2 separate regions of the Anas platyrhynchos genome follow, and region 2 is linked to region 1. A link is a contact called in public Hi-C data. All regions are on one chromosome and are shown on one strand. Each heading gives the region's core, a stretch centred on a gene start, on an enhancer-like site or on the middle of the called end of the contact. The rest is flanking DNA. Distances are from core to core; before and after follow the strand shown.

The links. A called contact is a pair of places that touch in the nucleus more often than the background predicts.
Region 2: a contact with region 1 is called in a Hi-C map of liver, with 6 times the contacts expected there. The contact joins two enhancer-like sites. A contact is called at or near these places in 2 of 8 Hi-C or Micro-C datasets (liver and skeletal muscle).

The regions. Positions count from the first base shown.
Region 1 is chr4:49,810,253-49,817,394 of IASCAAS_PekinDuck_T2T, forward strand. It overlaps LOC106014940 (a long non-coding RNA gene), which reads right to left. Exons shown (of 9, transcript XR_011809179.1): 7 at 1,624-2,957. Among named protein-coding and RNA genes, the nearest start is that of USO1, 38 kb to the left of the region's middle. Within about 2 kb of position 4,024, at least 2 of the 8 cell types and tissues checked have an H3K27ac peak or open chromatin away from gene starts, as enhancers often do.
Region 2 is chr4:49,936,688-49,943,829 of IASCAAS_PekinDuck_T2T, forward strand. It overlaps LOC101797763 (methylenetetrahydrofolate dehydrogenase (NADP+ dependent) 2 like), which reads right to left. Exons shown (of 10, transcript XM_072037573.1): 10 at 5,912-7,142. Among named protein-coding and RNA genes, the nearest start is that of EREG, 18 kb to the left of the region's middle. Within about 2 kb of position 4,469, at least 2 of the 8 cell types and tissues checked have an H3K27ac peak or open chromatin away from gene starts, as enhancers often do.

The DNA of each region.
Region 1 (7,142 bases), core at 2,774-5,273:
AAGCATTTGACTGTGCCCATGTGCCATTATGAATGGTCCTTCATAACAGAGGAGCAGAAAGGAAGGACGTGCTGAATTTGTAAGGAGATGAAACTTCCACCAAGTGATTCAGTCACAACTGTTATCAATTAACGCGATGGGAACTCATGTCTGCACATCCTGGAAAGTCAAGTTTTAATTTTATTTTTTTTTTTCCATTATCACTGCTGGCAGTGACAGCTTCAGTACCCTAGTGTCCTGTGAGCACTGGCACTGCTGGTTGCTTTTGTCAGCAATACCACCACCAGGGTGCTGGTGACAATTTGTCCTACCTATTTTGAGAAGATAGACTTACTTATATCCAGTTGAAACTCTCCCCATCACCGTTAATTGTCCTGTGGAGCATGTGATGTTCTTTGCAAAAGTAGGCTCCTTCAGTGGAAAGCAAAGGCAGCTATAGAGAAGGATTGGAGTCAGGAAGCCTTGTGGCTTTGTTACCTGTGACAAGTTTGGAAACTTATGTGGCCTGTCAAGTAGGAACAGCACGGAAATTGGCTCTTTACTCCCTGCATCCTGCTAGGTGATCTGTGCCTTGCACATCTGTTGTCCAAGCTATGCATTTCTTACGTTTTCCCAGATGGTTTTTTTTGTTTTCTGGTTGCTGTTTGCACCAACTCTATAAAAACACTGTGGGCAGAAATAAATACTTTGAAAGTTGACTACATAATCCAAACATATCCTAGAAGGCAAGAGTACCTCTCAATTACAGGGAAAGGGAATAAAGAAAGGCGAATGAGGGGGGAAAAAAACCAAAAACTAGTCATTCCCCTGATGGGACAGAATCACCTGAAAAATCAACATGAATGCAGATTCAGGATGCGAAAGCACAAGGCATGTGATTGATGGTCTGGCCTGATGTCAGTGAGAAACAGTTAAGCAGGCACCCTTACCCCGGTATCAGTGCCTCTCCCAAAGAATGGAACATCACAATTTTTTTTATTTTTTTTTATTGCCACTCTCTGCAGTTATACTTGGGAAGTTTCTACTTTTGGATGCAAATTGAAAATGTTTGAAATTGGAAAGGAAAAAAACTAGGCAAGGTGGAAAGTTCAGGAGACAGACAAACGGGTTACAAACAGGTTTCAAAGAGGCTTATTCAAAGCTCTCTTCCCAACTAGAAAACCTGTTTTTGTTGATGATTTTATTGCACCATTCCATCTGTGCCTCTTCATACTGGTAGTAGATGTGTCTAGATTGTAACTGTACAATTGTCATGGTAGCCTTTGCCCTGCAGGTATTCACTTGATGGTGTCATGACACAGTCAAGAATACAAAGAGATTTTTCTTTTTGGGGAATCTCTTTTTGTCCCATCATGATCAAGCCATCATGAATGCAGGTATTTTTTCTCCCTCTGAGCAGGATGTGAAGCGCTTCCACACTCTTTGTCAAATCAAGCAATTGATACCAAGGAGGTGAATAGATCAAAGATTTCTAGCTTGATTGTTACGCGTGGTGAGAACAGCACCCATTAACAGGCTAAGAGACACTAAGTTGTAGAGAGGATCAGGAGTGAATAACAAACAAACAAAAAAACACAAGTAATTCTGACTGTTGTATGGTAATATTAAAGCACTGTAACTCACTTTGAGTGTCCAGAGCAGGCAGCGTGGGTCTGTTTCTATGCACCTGTTCCAGGCAAAAGGGTGTTCAGGAAGGGTCCAGCCCTCAGGGGGTCAGGGTAAGCTCAAAAATGATCAAATCCTGTTTATTTCTGTGAAGTTCATCCTAGAAAATAAAACGATAACAAAGGGTTGAGAAATGCATGGGGCCTGGAGACGAAATCCTCAGTCTGAAGAGGAACAGGAGGCGAAAAACAGCCTTTTCTGTTCTCTAACTGCCCAAACAGCATCCTCACGTTAAAGAAGTGGGGGACCAGGTTACCTCAGCCTCATTCCTTCACAAGGAAAAGGACACCAGTACAGAGGGGGGGTTAGCATCAACCAAGAATGAAGTCCCTGTGGTTGCCTGAGTCGTGCACTTTTCTTGGCCTGCACAAGCATGTGATCGCTTCCTACTCCTTATATCAGAAGACAATAACCTCATGATGCTTTTCTTGATAGAGGACATCATAGCAGGAGCAAATTTTTGTGATGCAACAGACATGGATCCTGAGGCTAACAGTGAAGGTCAGGCCAAGGCAGAGAATACCCTTGCTGCAGAGTGTCGTGCCTCAAAACTGAGAATTTCACTGCTGGGGAAAGAGAGGGCAGTCTGGTCACTGACAGCCGCTCCAGGCCACACGTGTTTTGCTAGCAGCAGTGTAATAAATCACCAGTTAGACAGCCTGCTTGACTGGAGGGAGATACAAATGCCCATCAAGAAGAGCCACTGCTAAGGGGCTGACGCATACATGTGTGTGAAGATCCTTCAGAAAGCAAGCTTTCTGGGGTTAGTGTTATACAGGGGCTTCAGAGTGACCCCCATAACAGCTGGGCCCCAAGACACAGCCCTAAGAAAAAAGACTCAGCCCTGCCCTGACTGTCGGTGAGATCTGAGGCACAGGGCTGCCGAGACTCCCCCAGCCAGATCTGTATCTCCTGGCTGACCCGGGGTGCTGGGGCTACGTGACAGAGCGGGTGAGAGAGGTGCTTCCCAGCTCACAGGGCTGACAGGGAGCATGCAGCTCGTGGCTGCAGGAATGAACAATTTCTGGCTCTCCCGTTGCTGTATCTCCAGTTAGGCAATGGCAGAATGGTCCGACTTTTCTGCTAGTCCCTGGCTGTGCCTGGAAGCCTTGTCAAGAAATTCAGCTGGTGATGAGCCCAAATAAGAAAAGTTCTGCAGCCACAAAAGGAAACCAGCTTGCTCCTTGGCCTCTTGGCTCCCATTTGGGTCAAGGAGGAGCCAAAGACCGAGTTGATGCTTTCACGCTTCTCAGCTGGGCCGGATGCCGACTTCCAACAAAATCGGAGGCAACCTGCAAAAGAGCACAAGTCTAGGGTGAAGCTTTGCCAGCACTTGCATGACTGCATTTGCTGCTAAAAAAAAGCATCAGGTGTGGACGTTTCACTGGCTAGTCGGCTTAGCTCCCTGATAAATCTAGTCCAAAAGCAAAGGAGAAATGGGGCTTTCCTGGTAATTAGGGAAGTCCCGAGATACACAGTGGTTGAAGCTATCAGCACAAGCCTTCCTGACCTCATTTGGTGATAGACTCTGGATGCTGAACACACGGAGATTAATACTGAGCTGAGACCAAAGCACAGCTAAACATCAACTTCATGTCATTCCCGATGATTTGAACAAGTTGGTAATGAGAGCATGGTCGCACGCCAACTCCACCTGCCCTCCTGGGGGACACCAGACTCTCACCTGCATGCTTTCAGCCCCAAAATGATGATGCAAGGGACAGCGGATTTGCTGCAGGCTGCATTCTTCTCCCAGTGGCTTGGGAAGGTGTGCGTGTGGCTGGGAGGGAGAAAGCTGCCGAAGTAATTAGTTAAAGTTGTTTATCCTTAGGCACGTCTCTGTAGCCGTCTGGGCCTACCACAGCCATACCGGGGAGCGCTTTGCCACCACCTCCCCTGACAAAGAAAAGCACAGCAGGGCCAATGCAAGAATAGCACTTGTGTGGTGAAGGCTAGCCAAAGAAATAGACGTGAAAGGAGGGCTTAAAGCCCAGTTAGAACCCTTTCTGCTTTGGACTGCAGTGAGCTGCTTTTCATAAACAGGAGAAAACCACCTGGCATGGGCATGGAGTTGCCTGCTGTCTGCGCTCCTGCCCAGTCCCTTCCAGTGACCGGCAGCCCCAGCACGGAGCAGCTCCCCTGGTGCTGTGTGTGCCTCTGTGGGGAGGGGGCAGCGGGCACTAGGCTGCACCAGTTGCACCCCTCTGCAAACCAGTGGCACTGGACAATGGGCGCAGTCCAACAGGGCCAGGGCTTGCCTTGCTCGTCCTTGCTCCTCAGTCCCTGTGGTGTGAATCCTCCTGCAGCCTACCACTCGGCACCGAGGGTAAGACTCGTCGAGCTCCAGTGTGGCCACCAGAGGTCATGGTGTTCCCACAGACGGCACCAAAACCCGCTACAGCAACCCTGAGCTGGGTGCTGGGAACTGGAGCTGCGAAGCTACAAAGGTTAAACCAGTGTCAGCGTTTCTGAGCCAGCTAGATGGTAGCTTCTGGTTTTAAACAGAGCTTTAAGGCAAACGCTACTAAAAAATAAAATAATAAAATAAAATAAAATAAAATAAAATAAAATAAAATAAAATAAAATAAAATAAAATAAAATAAAATAAAATAAAATAAAATAAAATAAAATAAAATAATAAAATAATCCACCAAACTTCTTAGAATGCTACCTAAATCCCTAAATCCAGCAATTCTAAACCCCCAGTAGCTGTGTGGAGCCCCGGAGCCATGTGCTACTGTGCTGCTTGGGTTTGCTGATGACCATGCTGGCTTTAGGCAGTTCAGCCTAACTTTTAGCATTGTCCTGCCCTCCTGTCCTAAAAAAGGCGATTTTATCTTCTGCTAAGCAGCTTACCATGGGCTGTGCTGCCAGTTCAAACCTGCACAGCATTGTCCAGTGGTGGCACAGATGCTGAGGAAGAGTTGGCTTTGATAGATTTGGTGGGAGTGTTGTTAGTGGTGTGTGTGTACGTGTGTACTTTTTTTTCTAGTATGGTACTCAAAGAGGAAAAATAGGACAGACTGCCAGGTCGTAACGCAAGTCTTTCCTTGGAGCTGGGGCCCTGTTCAGCACACATGGACGCACACTTTTACTCTCTGCTTGCAGGCTGCTGCTGTGGGTCTTAGCTGTTATAGTCCCCAGAGGTATCTGGATGCATGGAGAAGATACATGCTGTGCCAGGCACCAGGTCCCACATGCTTTCCCTCCTGGGACTGCTGGCTAGTTGTGACTGGAGCAGTGTTGCACCGTGTGGTTTTATACCTTAGGTGAGAGGTAAGGAGACTGTTCCTGCACGCATAGCTAACCTTGGACATCTCTGGGCTTCAGCATACGCAGTGCACTACAGAAAGCTGTGCTCTGTTTGCAGAAAAGACTGAAGTGAGACAGTCTCCAAGCTTGCACAGAGCTGGGTTGGCAGCCCCTCATGTCTTGTAGGGCTGCAGCTTCGATGAGCTCAAGCCCTTGAGCAGGGTTGGAATAGCTGGACATCCTGTGGGATGCAGGTTCCCACCCCTGCTGCACTGGAGCTAGCAGCTCCAGGCAAACGGTGTAGTGGGGCTTCCCTGCAGTCAGTGCGAGGACACACTTCTGGGCCTTCGCATGAAGAGCAGAAGATAGCACATCTCACAGACATTCAGTGGTTGTCCTGTATTAAATTAAACCACACCGTGGGCACACAGGGCTCAGGGCTGGCCCATCCTGTCCCATCTACTCTGATCTGTCCTTGCAGAGCATTATCTGGAAGGCCCATGTGGCATTAAGCTTGTGGCCTGTAGCAGAACTGCCTGGGTTTGTAGAGGACAGGCCGAGACATCCCCTTTTGTCTCCAGGATCAGAAAAGCCTTGCCTCCTCCTCTACAGTGAAACTTTTCTGCATGCCTGCAGTGGTTCCCTGTTACTGTGCTCCTGCCTTCCAGCTTGTGAAATCCTGAGATTTCTGTTGTGTATTTCTTAAGCAGCAAACACGGAACTTTTGCTGAATTCTCCAGTAAAGATGGGTGTCCCTGGGAGATGTGGGATGGCCAGTCCCCCTGTCCCTGCTCCTTGGGTGGAACAGGAGGGATCCTGTTATGCTTCAGGCATCAGGCCAATGCCAGCACTTTGTCAAGCTAGGTTCAGACTTAGAAACCTGTTGTGATGTCTGTGGAAACCTGAAGGCCTGTCTTTCCATTCTCTGATGAAGAGGTGACACATTCTAAGAGGAAGAGCGCTGGACCAAGTTAAAAGATCTAAAATTTTCCCTGCACCACTGTGTGACCTCTGCACATGAGTAGCTTGATCTGGGATAAGCTCAGGAATTGAGCTGCCCATCCAGTCTCCTCTTCTCCCCTCTCACCAGCTCCTTTTTGATAAGCTGCTGCTCCGGTGTGCATTGCAAAATTGACTGCAGGGCTGCTCGTTTACTTAGGACGCAGTAAATCAAGGACTTAATAAAAATCACCCAGTCTGAATGAAATGCTTTATCTGACCGGAAATATGAGCATGCTTGAGATCATACAGGGTGTGAGCAGTAGGTGAAAGTGTTTGAGCTATCTTGTTACAGGTAGCCAAGGTGCTTTAAAATACAAAAAAGGGGATGTTGGCTCACCCCTGCTCCCTCCTGTGTACCTGCCCCACAGCAAATGCTCACAAGGGCTGGTGCTGAGGCTGAGCCAGCGGAGGCGAGGACCGAGAACACATCAGCAGGCCACTTGCCAGGGTAACTGATCCTTTTGCTGCAGGAAAAGACAGGGTTGTGTCAGCAAGCCCAGCTGCACAGGCATACGCCAAAGGTAGAGCAGAAACACGCAGGTTCACTCATCAGGCCAGGAAATCCACTTGGATAAGAATGTACTTTATTATACACTCCACTTTTTGTCATAATCTGTCTGGAACTGATTTTATCTTGCATGCTGTGCACTTCAATGGAAAGGAAGGGGGTGACGGTTGGGCAACTGATACGAGGCTTCCACCCTGTGCAACCTCAGCTTCAGGTGGCTGATTACTCACAGCTCTTCCTGGCAGGACCCAGACAACCTGCCTTTCGTAGCATTTTGAAGCACATGTGCAGCTGCAAGCCACAGGCCTGGCTGCCATGCCGAAGGTAATGGCGTTTGGACGGGGGCCCGAGGGGGCTTAAACTGCTGGGAGTTTTGCCACTTTCTGGGCCGCCTCGAGGACTCTGTGTTAGTATCCCCTGAATGATGGATGCTGCCGAGGGTAGCTGCAAGCAGTGCTAGGTTTTTCTGGCACTCCGTTGATGGCCTTGAAGGGCTCCCAGCTACAAGAAGTGTCACTGCTTGCATTTGTTTGTTGTGTGGAGGACTCTTCCAACCCAGATGATTCTGTGATTCTGTGCTCTGCATGCCCGTGGAGTCATCTGGTCTTCTGGCAGATATGTCAGACACCTGGCAACTTAGAAGAGATACCCTTTATCCAAAGCTATCTTCTTGATGTGCACTCTTGGGCTGGTTGCATCATCTGTACAAATCCCT
Region 2 (7,142 bases), core at 3,219-5,718, 130 kb after region 1:
GTCAAAATCTGCATGTTCTGGCCATGTGGCATGGCCCCATAAAATCCCGGTCCCCACACTGTCCCCTGCCTGCCAGTGCCTTGTCTTAGATGCCTCACCGCCCTGCGGGGTGGCTGCTGGGCTGGCTGGCTCGCAGGGCAGGGATGCCCTGAAAGCTCCTGGGTCCTCCCTGTTACGTAAAGCTGTTGCAGCTACCTGCCAGGCCTACCGGTTGCCCTGCAACCTTCCAAATCCCAAGGAGTATCTATTAGACAGCTTCCTGGAACAGCGCTCCTATTCACATCTGCCGCTGGGGCTCCGTCAAACGGCCAGCAGAAGTCAATAAAACGCAGCTCATCATGGGATTTGCCGTAACAATGGGACACAAACAGACTTAGTCTTACGTACAGCAATGATGTCAAACAAATTAGCTTTGCTCGGGTTAGTCAGATGCTCTTGCAAAGCACGGCCCTATCTTCTTGTGTCTCAACCCTGGCTGTGCTATTTCTCAGCAGGAGCTACCAGGAGGCATCTTTGTGCTGGAGTCCTGCACAGAGAAGACATAGGAAGAGTTCTTGGCTTTTTCTTCGCCTGCCATAGCAAAAACGATGACAGAACACCACTATAAAATAATTCAAAGTAGCAAAGAGCAGAGCATATGTCGTAAAGTGACAGTGACGAGCTGTACCACTCCCAACCCTGGGTCACATTGTGGCTCCTTGCCTTGGGAAGCTGAAGACAGATCAATTTGCAAACAGAAACAGTGCTCCCAGGAGGTCTGCAGCCCCTGCACAGCATGTGGGGTGCACTCAGCACCAGGCTCCTGGATGTGCTGTGCCTGGGAAGCCTTCCCACAGCTGCCTCAGCCTGGCTCCCCATTCTCAGTCTCTCCTTGGCCAATGACAAAGCCACCACACGGTATTTTGGGTCAGTCATGGCCAAGAACCACAGCCACATTTCAATTTCTAGTACTCACAGAACCACCTAGCTGTGCTTCTGCCTGTTAAAGGACAAAGTACTGTTTAAATAAGAGTGTCAAAATGGAACTGCTGTTAGGCAACCTGTTTGCAAACCTGCACCAGATAAACTCAACATGAAGATTTCATTAAAATTCTGTGTTTAAGTGAGTCACTGTCAGATACAGAACCCAAACGTGCCATCTGGATACCTCTGACTTCTGAGTTGGAAAACCGATCCCAGAGCTACCTGCCAATTTCGCAGGAGTCCTGATTGCCTAAATGGGGAAAAAAATTGGATGGGCATCTCCCAAAATGTGGCTTGGCAAGACATGCCTCAAGTCCCACGTTCAGCTCATCTTGAACTGTTAGAGAAGACAAGCATTTAAAACCGTTTTTACCCTAGCTTGGGAATTTCTCATATTTTTAAGATTAAAATTTTAATTTGTCCAACTCCATCAAACTAACAATCAATTGGACCAGCTATACAACAGCCTCAGTGTGGTTATGTGACCTGTTGCTTCTACAGGGATGTAAGAGCAGGACACAGACCATAACCCATAATCCATGAGCTATATGGAAAAATCCCATGATGGAGAGCATTATATTTGTATTTTTCTGTGTCACTTACTGCCTACATTGTGCCTTTCTCTTCTATGTGAACATTTATCAAATTGAAGCCCCAGCAAGGAAGAAAAGAAAAGATTTAGATGTGAGACCATGAAAACATGATCATAGGTACTACAGATTTCCATCCTTTATTAATAAGATGCCTACTGAATGGCTACCCTGCCTCGGGGGTCTCTTTCAGGGTCTCTTGCCAGGCCCCATACCTCTGCTCTTTCTTAATAAAAGCAAAATATTGGGCTGCAAATAGGAGAAAAAAGCCATTACCTAGGCCGTGTAAGGGCCCAAAGGCCCAGGGTCTACACACCCATCTTGTTTTCTGGGATTTAGATCAAGTGACTTGGCCTCCCCGTGCCTCTGTTTCCTCTCATTTCATGGGTCCTCCTCCAGAGGAGGCACAAACCAGCAGCAGCAGCTGTGCTGCGACACCTCCTTCAGCTCGCTGAGAGCTGCTTCTCAGAGCCTGCTCTTGCTCACACTCACTTCAGCGAGAGTAGGAGCAGCCCAGAGCCTAGTCATAGTACAAGATTTTATTGCTGTCATGATAATTAATGACTACTTACACTGAGCTTTTAATGAGTAGCTGCGCTTTTCTGTTTGTTTGTTAACTGGGTCGTAAAGGCATCCTGAGTGATTTCCTGGATTTATAGTACAATAGGGACCTCTACAGGTGCTTCCCTCTCCAGAGCCAGGCGAAGGACGTGATGTGCACGAGCAGCCACACGTCACTGCAGATGCCATCAGAGCTCTACAAACGCAGTGACCAAAGCACTGAGCTGTGCAGACAGCACTTTCAGTCTCTCAGTCAGGCCAATTTGCTCTCTCGTGCCTTTGAGCCACCCAACACCTTGAAATGTAAACAATAACCAGTACATTCTCCCCCCTCCTAGTTTGTCATGTTCACTTTTCTCAAGGCTGCCCTGAAATTGTTCTGTTCCTGGCCAGGAGCTCCTGAAATGAACAGGACTTCCACAAACCCTGCACACAATGGGTTGGAGCTAACCGCATACAACCTGCTGATCATTTACTTGCACATGTGAATCGCCTTTTTTTCCCTCCCCTCCCAAGTACTGGTTTGTTGTCATATTTCTCAAACAAAAACCTTGTCCTCATGTCATATACCACCCAGAGCTCAAATGAATATTCAAGAAGAAACTCATGTTCTTGCCTTCGAACTTTCATCTTACCTAGAATTCCCTTCTTTTCCCTCTCTGAAAACTACTAGTGCATTATCCATCAATGTGATAACCATTTCTTAAGAGCACTAAAAGGAGCAAAAACATGACCTATTGGCTACAGCACAAGAGGCTCCGAGGAGTCTGGATTCGCTGCCCTGATGCCTCTCACTCACGTGAATTTAGTCCGTCCTCGTCTCAGTTTCCACAGCACATCATCCCCAAAGCACTGATCTGCTTCACGTAGATGCTGTGAAGTCAAATCCATTAAGTCACAGAGGTCATTGCAACTATTCCTAACATAATTATTAAATTCATTATTTTGCCAAATTGGCTTTCTCTTTGAGGGATGCTTTTCCAACCACAGCACATTACATGGACCAGAAATTAAATAAAACAGAACTAGTGTTAAGAACTAAAAAGTCAGGAAGTTATGCTGAGCTATGTGATTGTTTTTGCCTGAAATAGAGAACTGCTAACACTTCACCTCTAGTTCCTAGGACATAACCCAGCGTTTATGGCTCAAATGACGCCCAAGGAAGCCTTTTGCCAGCCACATAAACACAAATCTTTTTTTTTTTTTCTTTTACTACACACTAGAAGAAGCTGTTCTTCCATTGTATGTGAGAAGGATCAGACACACTGCTGTATTATCATCCAAACCCTGTTCTCAGTTATCAACAATAAGAGAAAACCTTCTCTGAGGGAAAACTCTCCTACCTGCCTGCCACCACATCTCTCAGACCAGCTCCGGGAGCCTCTGGCACTGCCTGCTGTTGCTGACTGGCTATGAGACGAGTTGGGCCAGTGGCCTGGCTGCTGGCATGCCCCCTGCTCAGGCTGCTGATGCGCTCATGGGTGATCTTGGGCACTGCTAGGAAACAACAGCACACCCTGTCAGGAAGGTGGGACAGTTTTCAGTGCCCACAGGGACACTTTGTGCACTGACTATCAGCCAGCAATATGCTTCCTTCCAAGATTAAGAGAAGTATTTTGCCAGGACACTCATCTTTTCCACAGGCTTGCATCCCAGCATTTTAAATGGGCCTTGCTGCCAGCAGGTACACTGCGGGCTACCCAGGTACTTCAGAAGAAAACGGGTGTCAGATGCTGGGGAGGAGCTCAAGTCCCAGCCAAGCATTAGTGACAAAGTGCACCCAGATGTTGAGAGAGGATTGCTGCGAAGTAGGGAGAGGGTTTGGTTGCGTATGGACAGCTAGGCTCAAGTGATGCACTGTGAGGCACTGTGGTGTGGTTCCAGCAGCCAGGATCACATGCAAGGCAATGCTCCGTCCTTTGCAAAGGCAGGTCCCAGTCTTTAGCATCTCTCTCCCCTCCCTGCTGAGCTGGTGCCCCCACTACGCCTGATGCAGGCGTACCCAGAAGCCACACAAGCACAGGGTCTCCTCCCGAAATGGCAGTGTTTTTGGCACGTGCAGCTAATAGGAAAGAGAAGCTCACAGCTCTGTTAATTATGCCATTACAGAAAGAGTCTGAGCCTGATAAATGAGACAGGAAAGACGATCCCAATCCTCTGACGGGCCAGTTCTGCAGGAAATTCAGCACTGTAAGCAGCAACAGACAATACTAGCCCAGTAGCACCTGTCACTTATCAAGGCAGGGCTCAGCACAGCTGACTCCACGAAGCAATCTGAGGCAGCACAGACTTCCTCAGCAGGGTCACTGCATCAAACAGCTGAATGATTCATTCCTGCAGGGATGCCTCAAACACAGCTTGGGCCTGATGAAATCCCTTAGAACAGCAATGACAAGGCTCTTCTCCCAAACGGGCTACAGCCTGTAAACACTGTGCAGGCTGACAGAGAGAACAGTCATCTGTGCTGGTGCCACCAAGCTGGGATGTTTGAGGAGCTGGCAGCCTGCTCCCACATCGTGCTTTGGCAAAGGATGAGGCACCCAAGTGGTGAGGAACCCACATCTGGAAGCCTCACTACCAATTGGAAAAAGAAAAAAAAAATAAAGCAAAGACCTCATTTCTCTTCCTTCTTCCATCTGTCTTTCCATTTTACTCTCCCTGCGCTTAGACCAAGTTTTATTTTGCATGCCATGGACTCATCTGGTATTTCACTCTGGAGCTTTTCTTCCATTAGCACAAAACCCCTGCAAAATTTCGCAGGCAGCCCTCACAGAGCTGCCTTGGTCCTGAAAGCAAACTAGAAAAAGTTTCCTGCCAAACTGGGGCCTTGAAATAATCTCCCTTTTCAGCTGGCATCCATGTTCTAGTTAAACATAAAAAAATATCAGTGTGCGTTTCTCTAGGTACAGAGTATCTCTGTTTTGAATAAATACTTTTCAAGAAGCACTTCGATGACCTGCAGCGCACCCATTTGGCCACCAGATAGTGAAGAACATCAGCGAGTGGATTCACAAATGGTTAAAAAACACACACACACACAAATCCATCTCTCTGCTGACAGCTCTTTAGGACAAAAGAAATTCCAGCTGTTCAAACTCCTGACTTGAAAACTCCTCAAGCAGCTGCATATATGCACTGAAAAAGTTGTGTTCCTGTGAATGGCTGCTCCACGACAGACTTCTTGATGCAGAAAGAATTTTCTTCTACAAGTGAACACAACACTTGCAAGGTGGGCGTGGGAAGAGACACTGGAAAAGATTAATTTGCATGACAAATGCTTTGCAGCTTTTCCTCTTTTTGGCCTGCCCAGCGATTAAAATTTTCTCAGAGATACAAGGAAGATCTTTAACCTGTGTTTTCCTGATGACGTGCAGTTTTTAACAGGTACTTCAGTTCAGCCTTTGTACAGTGTGTGTGTGCAAGGGGTGAAGGGTGTTTTTTGCATGCCTATGTGCATTTGCACAGCTATTAACATCTGATTGCTCTCTCACTACATACAGGTGACACAGAAAACAGGGCAACAACTGAAAGCTGACTTCAAAATCATGTCCAATCAGGGTGATGTGCTGTGAGGTTTTTTTTGTTTGCCTTTTTTTTTTTTTTTGTATGAAATCAAGAGCTGAGACAACTCAGTTACTGACCAGGATCCCCCATGTGAGGAGCCCACTGAACTTCTGAACACTCAAGTGCTCAGCGTGCATTTACCTCCTCAAAATCCAGCCTTCCATACACACTTCAGCATTACCATTGTAGTTTCACAAATACACAGCTTATTATTATTATTTTTTTAAACAAACAAAAAAAAACAAATGACAACCATCCTCTGGTAAAAATGAACTTGCATAACAAAGAAATTGAACCTCTCAGCAACGCACAGCAATTTATGAGCCTGCATTATTCCACAAAAATCCCAAAGATTGTTGAGGTACCTATCTGCCTTTTCCTTGTAGATGACTAAGCACAGCAAATTTGTCTACAATGTGCAACAGCTGAAATGAAAAATCTCTGGGAGACATCTCCAGTCTCATCGGCACTGGCAAATCCTCCAAATGTCAGTGAGAAGTCACAATTAGTGCCACCATCCTTACAACCAACTCAGTCTCTTCTTGAACAAAATCCTCCGGCCTTCGCATTTCTTTGTAGGAAAGACGAAGGAAAACAAGCACCTAGTAATAATCTGTCTGGCCAGGACGAAACAAAATCCCTGTGGCCATTTCTTTTTTATCTGAGTGGTCACATTGTGCACAGGATGTGCACAAGGAGTAAAATGAATATGCTTCCTTGGCAAAGCTATGCTAAGTTGCATAACAAAATTCCAGATTCTGTAGCAGCTGGAGTCTTGCTCTGAAATCACCGTGCAGCAAAGCAATGTTTTGCATTAAGTTTCAGCAATGTGATGAGCTGCTATATGATGTTTAGGAAAACTTGTGTTCTTTGTCACAAGCACACTCCATAATCCATTTCGAGAAAGATGTTGAATTCCTTCTGTCGTCAAAAACGTCAAAAACTTGCTGTGTCCCAAGGTGTCATAGTCTGATTTTCCAGAAATTGCATACCTGTTATTCCAGATTTTACTAAGTCTCCGAGAACAGTGTATTTTCCTCAGTCCAAAGCACTTGATGATTTTGTCCCATACGGCAATAGAAGCAGAATCCAGATGGCTTCTCATCAGCACATGATGTTCAGAATACAATTCCATTGTGAAACAGGTTGTTTCAGGGAAGGAGAAAAAAAAAGACAGGAAAGACCAGAGCAGAACACTGTACTAGGGCTTGAAATGACCAAAAACTAGATAAAATGACTCAGTCCTCTCCTGGACAAATATGAACCGCAGGAGAGCGCTGAGAAGGCTGCAAGTATCCCTTGCTGTTCTGACCTGCTTATCTAGCAGCCTTCACTAGAAATATCAAGTCTTTCTTCAAAAGCGAATGGAGCCCAGCAGTTCTGCAGCAGTTCCGTTTACACACTCGCTCCGTCACTCCCTTCATTTCACCTCATCAGCGAGGCTGGGGTACCTGCTAGATGGCG